Regions from separate parts of the Mus musculus genome. Here region 1 is linked to region 2. A link is a contact called in public HiChIP or PLAC-seq data. All regions are on one chromosome and are shown on one strand. Each heading gives the region's core, a stretch centred on a gene start, on an enhancer-like site or on the middle of the called end of the contact. The rest is flanking DNA. Distances are from core to core; before and after follow the strand shown.

Region 1 (5,996 bases), core at 17-2,516, 1.3 Mb after region 2:
ATGGTTATTTATCGTAACCGTTTGAGACCTCTGTGAGCCATCTATATGGATGGTCTCCGAAATCAAACAATACTGCCAGATAATGCTTCGGGGAGGAGGGAGGAGCGTATGATTCACCAAAAAAACTGCAAAGAAGAGTAATGGAATATTTTCACCAGTGGCAGGCTAAGACTGAGAGCTTTCTTTCAGAAGAGGGGACTGCTAAGCAACCGCCACTGAAGCAATAAATCCACCAGCTTCACAGGTTGCGAGAGCAAGGCGGATAGGAGAAGAGGAGCTAGGGTCCTCCGCGGCTTCTCTGGAGGTTAGGGGAGAACAAAGTCACTGCTGCACTGTCATTTGAGGGGAAGGGGGAGGGGGCGGATCATCCTGGAAACCCGGCCCCTGGGCAGGATCAGGCCGGGAGAACTCGGTGAGGCTGCCTGGGATTAACATTCTCGCTCCACTCCCCCCTGCCCCCAACCTTCTAGACTCGCCCCTCCTCGCTCTCAAGTGCCTGATGACCGCCCCTTCCAACCTATCCCCGGCGGAGTAAAGGGACGACCAGGAAAGAACGCAGTCCGCAGGGGTGCCACCGAGCAGGCAGTCCTAGCCCCTTCTAGTTCCCCAGCCCCCACCCAGCCTCTCCCGGAGCTCGGGGCCCGGAAGGCGGGGACCAGGGGCGCTGCACACAGGTGTGCTGGCCCCCCGAGGGGCGCACCGCCCGCAGACTCCCGCAGCGCGGTCCCCGCCCGGCCGGCCGGCTCGAGGGGCGCGCCGCACCCGCCTCCCGCTCGGTCCCGCGGCCCACGCGCCCAACCCGCCCCGGCCTCCAACCCAGCCCGCGGGCGCGGCCTAACTGCTCGCCCGCCCGCCCGCTGCTCGCCCCCCGGCGCCCGAGGGTCGCAGTACCTGGGCGGCGGCCTCCAGCTTGCCCTCGAAGGTGAAGTCCAGCAAATCGGGCTTGAGGCAGAGGCTGTAGTTGATGGGCGACACCTCGGCGGGCAGCCGCTCGAAGGGCCGCTTCTCCGGCATCGCGGCGAGGCCCAGGCTGTGGAGGCGGCGGCGGCGGCGAGAGGAGCGGCTGAGGAGGAGAAGGAGGGGAGGAGGCGGAGGGCCGAGGAGGAGCAGGCGGCGAGCGAGGGAGGGGACGGCGGCTGCCAGCCACATTCACCGGGCGCGGGCGACCGCCTGCCGAGAGCCGCCGGGGAGGCTGGGGCGGGGGACAGACCCAGCGGGTGCCTGGGCCGGGCGGGCGGGCGGGCGGCGGTGCGGGCGGGCTGCCTACGGGGAAGGGGGCGGAGGGGAGGGCAGGGGAGGAGGGCGGGGAGGGAGGCGGCGGCGGCTGCGTGCGCGACCCCGCGGGGCGGGCGCGACCCCGCTGAGGGCGCGCGCCGAGGGCGGGGCGGGGCGGCGAGGCCGCGGTCGGCGAACGGGGAAGGCGAGAGGAGGCGCTTGGCGCTGCACCTGTCGTCGGCCGGTGGCAGGAAAGAGCCACGAAGGGCATGGAGGAGCTCTGTGGAAAATGGAAGCCTACGCAGCGGTCAAGTCAGCGCGGGGGGGTAGGGGACGCGTGGAAAGAGCCATTCCACCTCAGCGGTGTGAGCCCGACCTGAGGCTTTTTTTTTTCCCTAGGAAATAGCCAGTTGAAGGGATGATCTGAAAACAGTTTTCCGAGGAAACACTTAGTTATTCAAGGTCGCTCCAACCAGTGAAATCTAGACCTTTTAGGAGAGTGGTTTCAAAGACTAGAAATACAGGATCCCACGATTTCATATTTAAAACAAGATGCTTCATTGCTGGGCACGGAGGCTGAGGCAGGACGATCATCATGGGCCAGCCTGGACTACAGAGTGAGTTCCAGAATGGTCTGGGCACACAGTAAGATTTTGATTAAGAAAACACAGATGATAATAATGATCAACTGTCTGTTTCCGGATTTTTCCCTTCCTGTGGTGCTAGGCTTTGAACTCAAAGCCTCTACACAGGCTGGGCAAGCGCCATGCCACTGAGCCACACCCCCACGCCCCTTGTTTTTGTTTCTGCTTTTTTAACTGAAAAGACCCTTTACCAGTTGTGACTTCTGTAAAAGTATCCTAACTGTGGCTCCCTCCATTCTGTAGTTATCTCTAAGACCTATGTTTAAATCAAGGCAAAAATATTCCTAAAAGCGTATTTCTTTTATAGAAACTTGTAAGGTAGAGTCAAAACTAAACAAGCACTGTCCTACAGACATGACACTGTGAGCCACTAGATAGAATTAAAACAACAGAAGTTATTGCACCTCATCTCCCTAGCCCAATATATTCAGATTATAATTTCATCATGTAATGCATTTTAAAGATGCTAATGAGGTGCCTGGCAGTGGTGGTACTGGCTTCTGGAGGCAGAGGCAGGCAGATCTCTCTGAGTTTGAGGCCAGCCTTCACTACAGAGTGAGTTCTAGGACAGCCAGGGCAACACATGGCTAATGCCTACTGTATTGGGCAGCACAGTTGTGGATCCTCAACCTGCCCTGCTTTCCTCCAAAAATCCTACGTGCTTTTTAGAAACACAGATGCAATTCTTAAAGAGACGGGCCTTTAATATGTCTGGAATACTTGCTAACACTTTACACGTTCATTTTATCTCTCAGACGCTCTGTGAGGTGGACCCCCAACCTGTTTTATATATGCAAAAACAGGCACATAGAAAGATCATGACTTGCTCTAGACCTGTGTACAGCTAATAATTGGTGGAGCTGGAATTGAGACCCAGTTGTTTCTGGTTTTCTCCTTGAGAACATTATAAACAGCTTCCTTCATAATTCTGCCAGTTTGGTTTATTCTAATCCAACTGTGTATGATCTCCTCAAAATGTTTGCATTTAAAAAAAAAAAAAAAAACAAAAGGCTTCCTCCTGTCAAAGCAAAATTGATTTATAACCATCTAAGGCTGCCTATGAGCTGTTTACCCTTTAACATCAATTCTACAGTCTAACTCGATTACTGTCTAGCCCTCACAGATTGCTAATTTGCTCAGGAATGAGTGTTTCAGTGGCCTGCTCATCCGTTTTTGTGAAATGTGCGCCCCTCCCTTCCCTCACCTTGCCAGGAAGAGTTCCATTGCAGAACTCCACCCTGCTCTAGCCCTTTCCGATTAGCTCCGGAACTCTGCCGATTCATGTGGACTTGGTCTTATGTTTTGCAATTGAATATTAGGTTTGTAGATCTTTGTAGGATGAGCTAGCAAGAGCTGGCTTGCTTTTTTTTTTATTTTGTTTTTAATGTTTTTTTTTTTTTTTCCTCTTGGACAGGGTTTCACTCTATAGCCTATGCTGGCCTCAAAATCACTATATAGAGCAGCCTGGCACGGAGCCTTTCAGCAGTTTTCCTGCCTCAGCCTTACAGGCAGCAGCAGCAGCCCCACCACCAGTTGGTTTGTTTCCCTATTTTATTTTCCATTTCTCCTCCTCTACTTTTCTATCTTTCTTTCTTTTTCAAAAACAGGGTCTCACTATATAGCCCTGGCTAGCATGAAATTAACTATGAAAACTGGTTGGCACTTAACTCTCAAAGATCTGCCCATCTGTGCTTCCCAAGTGCTAGAATTAAAGTCCTAAACCACCGTGCCCTGTTGTTTCTTCTCTTTAAGGCAGGCTCTCACACTGAGGCCTCAGCCTTTGGGGTGCCGGGATTGCAGACTTGAGCCACCACTCCTCAGTCTTTTCATTTTCCTTCTGATTCATTTACTTTTCAAAGAGCTCACTCTCTACTTCTTTTATTGCTTTCAGTACTAGGCCCTGAGCAAAGTGCATCTTGGTTGCTATTGAGCCAACTAAACAATAGGCCAAGAGAGAATTCTTCTTCAGTCTGTGCTGTCTCTCCTGTACAAAAAAAATCTGTCCCACAGGGAAACTGTGAACCTACAACTATAGACAATCTTTTATTAAATCACAGGATTAAGAATGGCGATGCGTGGGCTGGTGAGATGGCTCAGCGGTTAAGAGTGCCGGCTGCTCTTCCAAAGGTCCTGAGTTCAAATCCTAGCAACCACATGGTGGCTCACAACCATCCGTAACGAAATCTGATGCGCTCTTCTGGAGTGTCTGAAGACAGCTACAGTGTGCTTACATATAATAAATAAAAAAATAAGAATGGCGATGCGTACGCCAGGCATGGTGGTGCACGCCTTTAATCCCAGCACTCAGGAGACAGAGGCAGGTGGATTTCTGAGTTTGAGGCCAGCCTCGTCTACAAAGTGAGTTCCAGGACAGCCAGGACTATACAGAGAAACCCTGTCTCAAAAAACCAAAAAATAAATAAATAAAATAAACAAAAAAAAAAAAACCAACAACAACAAAAAAACAAAACAAAGGCCTCTTCTTCTAGTCTATAAGCGTCAATAAAAACTTGGGGGCGAGGTGGAGAACTAGAGAGATGGCTCAGTGGTTAAGAGCACTGTCTGTTCTTCCAGAGAACCTAGGTCAGTTCCCAGCAATCACATGGCAGCTCACAACTGTTAATTCCTCCTATTCTAGGGGATCTGACACCCTCCAAGGGACATACATGCAGTCAAAACACCAATGTACATAAAATAAAAATATATTTTTTTTAAAAAAAACTAAAAGGGGTTCGAGGCTAGCCTGGTCTACAGAGTGAATTCCAGGACAGTCAGAGCTATACAGAGAAACCCTGTCTTAAAGAAAAAAAAAAAAAAAAAGTTAAAAGGGGGCTGGCAAGATAACTCAGTGGCTAAAGGCACTTGCCTCCAAACCTCACAATCTAAACTCCGTCCCCAGAAGCCACACAGTGGGGGAAAAAACAGACTCCTAGGAGTTGTTTTCGCTCTCCACTTACCTGTGTCACAAACACAAAACCTACAGAAGCAATGGATGGGGTAGGGGTGTATGGAAAAGAGAATTAAAAAAAAAAAAAAGTTAATATGGCCCTGTGTGGAAAGCTCATACCTTATAATCCAGCTACTTAGAGGGGTGGGGCTGGAGGGCCAGGAGTCTGAGGCCAGCCTGGGCTACTTAGTTAGCCTGCGCTATCTTCCAAAACAAAAACAACCAAACAACTGTTGCCTGCATCTGCCAGGTGTGACCTGTGCAATTGTAACAACAGCACTTGGAAAGTGAAACAGTAGTAACTGAAGTTAGTTCACCATCATCCTTTGCTACATAGAGAGTTTGAGAGCAGCCTGGGCTACTTGAAACCCTGTCTCAAATAATAACAAAAAGAATAGACAGGTATAGTGTTTTACACCTTTAAACCTAGCTCAGAAGGCAGGTGGGTTTCTGGAAGTTCAAGGTCAGCCTGCTCTACAGAGTGAGTTCCAGCACAGCCAGGGCTACACAGAGAAACCCTGTCTCGAAAACCCCAAAATAATTTTTAAAAATAAAAATTTAAAAGGCTAAGAAAATAGGTTTGGGGTCTAGCTGAGTGACACAGTGCCTGCTTAATCCGGAGCTCAAAAGGAGATAATTTCAGTGTCATCTCTGACCAAGAACAAGATGTACACATTTCCTTCCTTGGTTTCACCATCCATAAATAAGATATGTGCTGCAATTGTGGCTTGAAACTTTCTATGAAAACTCTTACCATTTCTGTAATATGAGTGAGTAAAGGGCCAGCATAAAGGGACATGAGGGAATGTAGATTACTGAGAGAGAAGAGTCCAAGCAAAGATAGTATAGGAGTTAGAGTAGGGAACCAAACTATCCAGGCAGGAGAGAGCCTCTGGCCATGGACCACGCACGGAAAGAGGAAGAGAAAGATGCAAAGAGTATGGGAGGCCAGAACCAAACCCACCATGTTAGATCAAAACAAAACATCACTACCTCTGACTTGGAAATTATGGCCTCAACGTTGATTTCAAGGATGGAAATTATAACTCTGCTTCTGCTAATATGAGTCTTACCTGTGTGGCATATGATGAAGGGGCTCCAAAAGGCAGAGATGCAGAAAGTCGGAGCACAACCCATGGAGAGCACCTTTAATCCCTTGCCTCTCTCCTGAAAGCTAAAATGGCTGTTGT
Region 2 (6,110 bases), core at 2,507-5,006:
TCAGGCACAAACTAGAAAACAACACAACACGCTTCCCCAAGGAACACAAACTGACGAAAAGAAAACAAAGTTCTTCTAAAGCCTGGTACTCCAAAAACTGGTTCGGACTAGAAATAGTCTCTCCTTAGCCACCACTGCCCAGGAGGGGTCGGGGACAGACAATTGATTCAATGTTTCGTTCAGAAAAATTATTTCAGAAAAGGGAGCCCACAAAAAAATCTAATTTATTATGGACGTGAAAGGAGGAAATGGAAGGAAGGAAGGAAGGAAGGAAGGAAGGAAGGAAGGAAGGAAGGAAGTTAGTTCTCTCAAATCCCCTCTCCATTCCAACTCAAAAGAGCCCCGAGTAAGGCATTTGTGGGGACAAGAAGCCTGGGTGGAAATGCCTTCAGAGGCAGCAGATGGCTTGAAGAGAGAGACCCACAAATACAGGGCACTATGAAAATTAAAATATAAATGTTTTGAGTTCCACTTCACCACACTTTGCTGTTTCTTTCTCTTTTGCCTCCTTGGCTTTAAAATGTAAATCATCCCCAAGAGCAGGAAGGAAAAGTGACCACACATTTCAGAATTCCAATTATTAGATCTCCCATCAACACAGCTCTGAGTCCATGTATTCACGATCTCCACTGTATTATTCCCATCTCCATTTTTTTCAAATAAAGCTTTTTTTCCTTCCAATTTTAGTGCCTCTGTTAATTCTAACAGCAACAGCCTCAAGCATTTGACAACAAACCACATACTCTATAAACCTAGACACAAGCCATAGTGATGCTCTTCAGCTACAATAATTCAGTGACTTAAAACTCTGAAGCCAAACCACAGATGACAGACATGATCTCCAGCTAAACTTTCTCAATTCTTTAAACATATGTCCCCACCCCACCCCCCACCCCACCCCCCAAACCCCCCACCCCACCCCCAAAGCACAGCACCCACACAAGATTCCCACCTAGGAAGGGCCAAAAAAACTTCAGAAATACAGCACGTGCCCAGCTGAAAAGAGGGACTGAGAAGACCAAAACTGGACTGAGGGCTGCTCCCAACTAAGGACAGGAAACAAAACTGCACTGTCAACAACGCGTTCACAAAGTCTGATGTGAGAAACCCTGCCTCAACACTCCACTGCCAGAGTTCAACCGCAGACTTCGGAATTCGAGGGGACTGGAAATCCATCCTGAAATTTTAAAGGTGGAGATACCCCATTTGGCGGAAAAGAGAGAATACGGAGTAAAAAGAACTCACCAGAGGAGACACACACACACACACACACACACACACACACACACACACACACCCATTCATCCTCCGAGTTCTAGACCCTCCAAAGAGCCCCAGCTCACAGCCTCAGCACAAAGCTCACCCCAGATGGTCCCTTGTAACAATGGACTGAAGGAGTGGGGGTGGGGGGGTTGGAAAGGGATAGCACGGCCAAAGCACATTCATTGAAAATCCAGTTGATGAGGTACTATAAGATGCGAGGGACTGGGGATGAGGGTCTGTGTAGGGGGGCAACAAAATCCATGCCTATAACAGAAATTATTAGGCCAGCATAAGGAGATCTGAATGGGGTACGTTGCTCATTAATCACCCCCAGTAGAAAAAGAACACTCTCAAATCTACTAACAAATTGTGTTATAAAAAAGATGAGAAACATAGGAAAAAGGAGGCCTGATAGAAAGTTATAAAAAAAAAAAAATCACCACCACCATTAGTTTGAATTCTCCATATTTAAACTCCCATACAGAAAATGGTCCCAGTCCCACACTATGAACTAACTCCACAGAGTTCCTGCTCTATTGATTTTTTTTCTCTTTAATTTTTCAAGTAATGTCTTTTAGCCCACCCCAATCCCAAGTTGTTGGATTTCTTCTAAAGCTATAAAACAACCACTACACGATCCTAGCCAATCTCTCCCAGCCCCCAACATCCGGAGTTGGGGGTGGGGGTGGAAAGGCCAGTAATGGGTTTGTTCCACTGGAGACGCTATGGACCCCTAAATATTACTGTTTCCCAAAAGGAACTCTTTTCCTACCTTTGTTTTTTGGGGACTGAGTGTTCAATCTCTAGACGTTTTCCTTGCAGTTCTACTTTCCCTGAAGATTTAAAAAAAGAAAAAAAAAAGAGATGAATGAGTGTAAAGAAATGGGGGAGGGATGGGGTGGAAGGGTGAGTAAGGGACATTAGCTAAATTCTAGAGTTCCTGGGGCCTCCTAGAAATCCAGGCACCAGCTGCAGAGGCCTGTGGGGGGAAAGGTTGCTCCGGGTTTGGTAGAACCCGTAATTTCGTTGGGTTTTTTTTTTTCTTCAATTTTTTTCGTTTTATTTCCATTAATCACGTGGGCTGATTGAGCAGCCTGCTCAGATTTGGGAAAGGTGTGAGCGTTTGTGTGAGCGCGCTTGCTTCGGCGGCTCCAGAAGTAGAAGGAAGGAGACAGGCGAAAGCAGGATCGTTTCGCGAAGTGGGGCGGGAGTAGAGAATTAAAACTTTATTTTCCAGCAGAGCCACGGTGAAGGGCTTAGGCGACCAGGCCGGGTCGGGGCCACAGGGCTAGCGGAGGGCCCCCGGGGCGGCGCGGCCCGGGGCGGAGGGTCCCTCGCGGTAGCCGCGCGCCTCTCGGCCCAGCCTCGGCGTCTCGGGAAGCAGCATGGCGACCCGCCGCCGCCACCGCCACCGCCGCCGCGCCACCCGGCTCACGCCCCACTTTCAAATCAAAATGGCTCAAGCCCCAGGCCTTGGGCGGGAGGCGGGAGCCCCTTCCTCCCACGTCCTGCCTCAGGGCTTAGTCCCTAGTTAAAGCGGGAAGAGCTGAGGTGCGCGAACCCCCATCCTGGAAAGGCCCGGGACGGAGGGCAGGGGCTTTGGGGGTGCTCTAGCGCATGGGGGGCTGACTAGGGGCGGGGGGGAATCGGGGAAACCACGCCTATACCCGAACCCCAGTGTTCGTGAGACACCCCCACCCCCACCCCCACCAGTTGCCAACCGGGGCTCCCGCCCCGTCGGTGGGGAGGGGTGTAGGGAGCCGCCACGAGCGCCTCGGGCTGGGGGAAGGGGTGAGGAAATCCCGAATATCTCCGCGCCGGGAGAAGGCGTCGAGGGAGGCCGGGCGAGGCTGGGGACCGAAGACGGAGGCCGAGCCCTCCCGGACCCGGGAAGAGTTGGCCGGCAAGGAAAAGAGGAGCTGCAGGTCCCCGTTGTTCCGGGATTTCGTGTGTGTGTGTGTGTGTGTGTGTGTGTGTGTGTTTTCCGGGGAGGTGGCCGCGCTCTTACCCGAGAAAGTTTCGATGGCCTTCATCGCCCAGTGCTCGTCGGGGCAATCCACGAAGGCGTAGCCGGATTTGACCAAGAACTGGCCGCTGTAGGAGATCTTGTGCTCCGCGAATACTTTCTCCAAGTCTGCGGGGGTCACACTCTCGTTGAGGTTGCCGATGTAAAGCTTGTTCATGGTGGCGGTGGCGGGGCAAGGACACGGTTCCAGGCAAGGCCGAGCCGGGCGGGCGCGGGCGGAGAGCCTCCTAGGCCGAGAGGCGTGGAGACGGGCGGCGGGAGCCGCAAACTTTCTACGCACCCCACCCCTGAAGTTGTCCGGAGCTCCGGGCGGGTGGGCGGCCTGAGGGCACGCGGGGGTCACGGGAGAGTTTGGGTGAGCCCGGGAGAAGTGCCCGCCGAGTGCAGGGGAGGCTGACGACGACGCGGCGCGGCTCCTTCCCTTCGGTCCGAAACCCCTGCGAGCGGGCTGGTGTGTCACGTTTCTCCGCGGCCGCCCTGGCGCCGCCTCTAAATAAAATCGACTTGAAAAAAAAAAAAAAATGGAGCAGGAAAAAAAAAAAAGGCGAAGCCACGTGGTGACAGCCCCCACCCACCCTGCAGGGAAAGACCCCCGACGCCACCGGGCCCCTTGGCCCTCCAACCCGGACCAACCCAACAGTCTCCAATCTTGGGGGCGGCACTCAGCGCACCCCACGGGTAAACCAGGAAAGTGGAAGCAGAGTTCCCCCCCCAGCTCTCCTATCCCCCTCCCCCTTTGCAAGAACCTGGCCCCTAAAGCGGCGCCCCGCCCCCACAGCGACCTGCACGGGGGGGGGGGGTGGCGGGGGGAGGGCGGTGGCGACCCAAATCCCCCCAGTTCTTAGGAATAAAATGTACGGTAATTTTTTTATTCGTTTTGTGGAGACTGGGCTGCCCACCCCACCCCGGCAAACTGCTAGCGACTGACAGGCGGGGGACTGCCGAGACAGACAAAGAGAAGCTGAGGACTCTGGGGTCTTCAGGAGGGGGTCGCAGGAACCGGTTATTTAAAAGGAAAGACGCCTTTCCTCTACGTTTCTAAGTAGGGGGTCACTGTCTTTCCCGCTACACCGCTAGACTTCGCTGGCCTCCCGGGTCCTGATTCAGGGGACCCTGAGAGCGCGGGATCGGGAAGCTGCGGACACGGGACACGAGAGACAGCGCCTGAAAACGAGGGACCCGCAGGAAATCATGTTTCGGGATCCCCACTGGAGAAAAGCTGGCTTGCACCCAGTCCAGCTGCTGGATGACAACACTCCAGCATCCTTGGGGGAAAGCCTGCACGACCCGGCTCGAGAGCATCCTCGAAGATCAACTGGGTGGGGGAAAAACGACGAGGGGTGGTCGCACCACCGATCGACCCCGAACCGGAGGGGTTGGCTTCAGAAGGGAGGGACCGGGTTGAGCTCCGAGGTCCCCCTCGCCCTCCCCACGCAAGGAGCGGACAGGTGGCGTCGCCCGCCTGCGTCCGCTCTACCCGCGATGCACTGAGCGATGGTCCATGCGCAGGCTGTGGGTCTCAGAACTTAGTTTTGGGGTGCTGGATTTTGGAAGGCCGCCGGGGGAGGGGGTGCAGAGGCCCCGCCCACGTCCCCAGGTCAGCCCGGGGCGGGGAGGGGGTAATTTCCGCTCCGCGCTTGAGGAAGCGAGCAGCGGGGGAGGGGGCTGCGGCCCTCCCCCCTCCCCGTGGGGAGGGGGAAGTGGATCCGCCCAGGTCCCTTCCCTCCGCTAGGACCGACGCGTTCCGGATCCTCAGGCTCCGGGAGCCCGAGGGAAAGACCGGACTGGGCGAGGGGCGACACGTGGGCGGTCGCACCCCGTCTGTGAGGTGGGGGAGGGGGCCGCGCGCTGGGAGTCCCGGACGCGCAGCGGAGCGCGGGACGCGTTGCACACTCAGTACCGGGATCCCCGGCTCTACGCGGGGGACACCCGAGGTTCCAGCGGCTGAGGCTGGATCGACGCCAGAGGGAGGTGGAGAGCGAGGCACGGAGACCCTGGAGAAGCCCCCTGCCTGGCCACCGCGGAGAAGGGGCCGGCGACAACACCCCTAGAAAAAGGGATGGTCCTTGAGCCGCTCGAGTCTGCAAGTGGGAGGAGGGTTGTCGGGGCACGCGTTTGAGAGGGCAGGTGAGGAAGGGGGTCACTCTCCCCTTCCCCCGTCCCGATCCCATTGTCTCAGTCGCCTGCGGCCCGGGCCGCCTCCGTAACACGTGTTGACTGCACCGATATAAATGGCTTGGATTTTTTTATTGTTATTTTTTTCGTTTGCAGAGTCTATAAGCCAGTTCCGACTTCGGCTCACCGCCCATCTGCCGGATGATTCCCTACCATTCGGAAAGTCGGGAGTTAAAACACAACACCCAGCACCTTTGTCCCCCTCCTCGTTTTCCCGGAGAGCCGGGAAGAAATGGGGCGGGGGAGGGCTTCCAACTCGGCTTTTGAGTCTCCCTCCACCACCTTCAGAACCCACTCTCGAATCAGCGTTTTGTTCTAGCCAGCCACGTGTTTGTCGGGTTTTTTGTTTTTGTGACATTTTTCTTCCCATGAAGCAACAGGAATCTAAGTATTACAAGCTATTAGTTGCTTAATAGGAAAAAAAAAATGTTTTCTGTCCAGGAAGATGTGAAATGTCTGTGTCTCTGTCCCCACACGCCCTCCCCGACATTCCCCCAGCCCCCACTAACTTGGTGTTTTGTCAGCTCTTGATCACAGCGAAGTTCTTAACAAACTAAGCCAATGAGCTGGAAACAGTGCCTGCCGCATAGTAGACACTCACAGAAAATATTTTTGAATGCAAAACAAACTTAAGAGAAAAGGAATT

Evidence for each region. HiChIP or PLAC-seq counts read pairs in DNA pulled down with a chosen protein or histone mark.
Region 1: a contact with region 2 is called in an H3K27ac HiChIP or PLAC-seq map of embryonic stem cells, with 6 times the contacts expected there. The contact joins the promoter of Npepps here to the promoter of Igf2bp1 in region 2.

Annotation. Positions count from the first base shown.
Region 1 is chr11:97,279,310-97,285,305 of GRCm38.p6, forward strand. It overlaps Npepps (aminopeptidase puromycin sensitive), which reads right to left and starts at 1,267. Exons shown (of 23, transcript NM_008942.3): 1 at 892-1,267. The coding sequence starts at 1,149. It overlaps Gm11592 (a long non-coding RNA gene), which reads left to right and starts at 1,385. Exons shown (of 3, transcript XR_001780313.2): 1 at 1,385-1,832; 2 at 3,274-3,395; 3 at 3,917-4,000.
Region 2 is chr11:96,002,188-96,008,297 of GRCm38.p6, forward strand. Igf2bp1 (insulin-like growth factor 2 mRNA binding protein 1) reads right to left here and starts at 3,757. Exons shown (of 15, transcript NM_009951.4): 1 at 3,272-3,757; 2 at 2,036-2,096. The coding sequence starts at 3,446.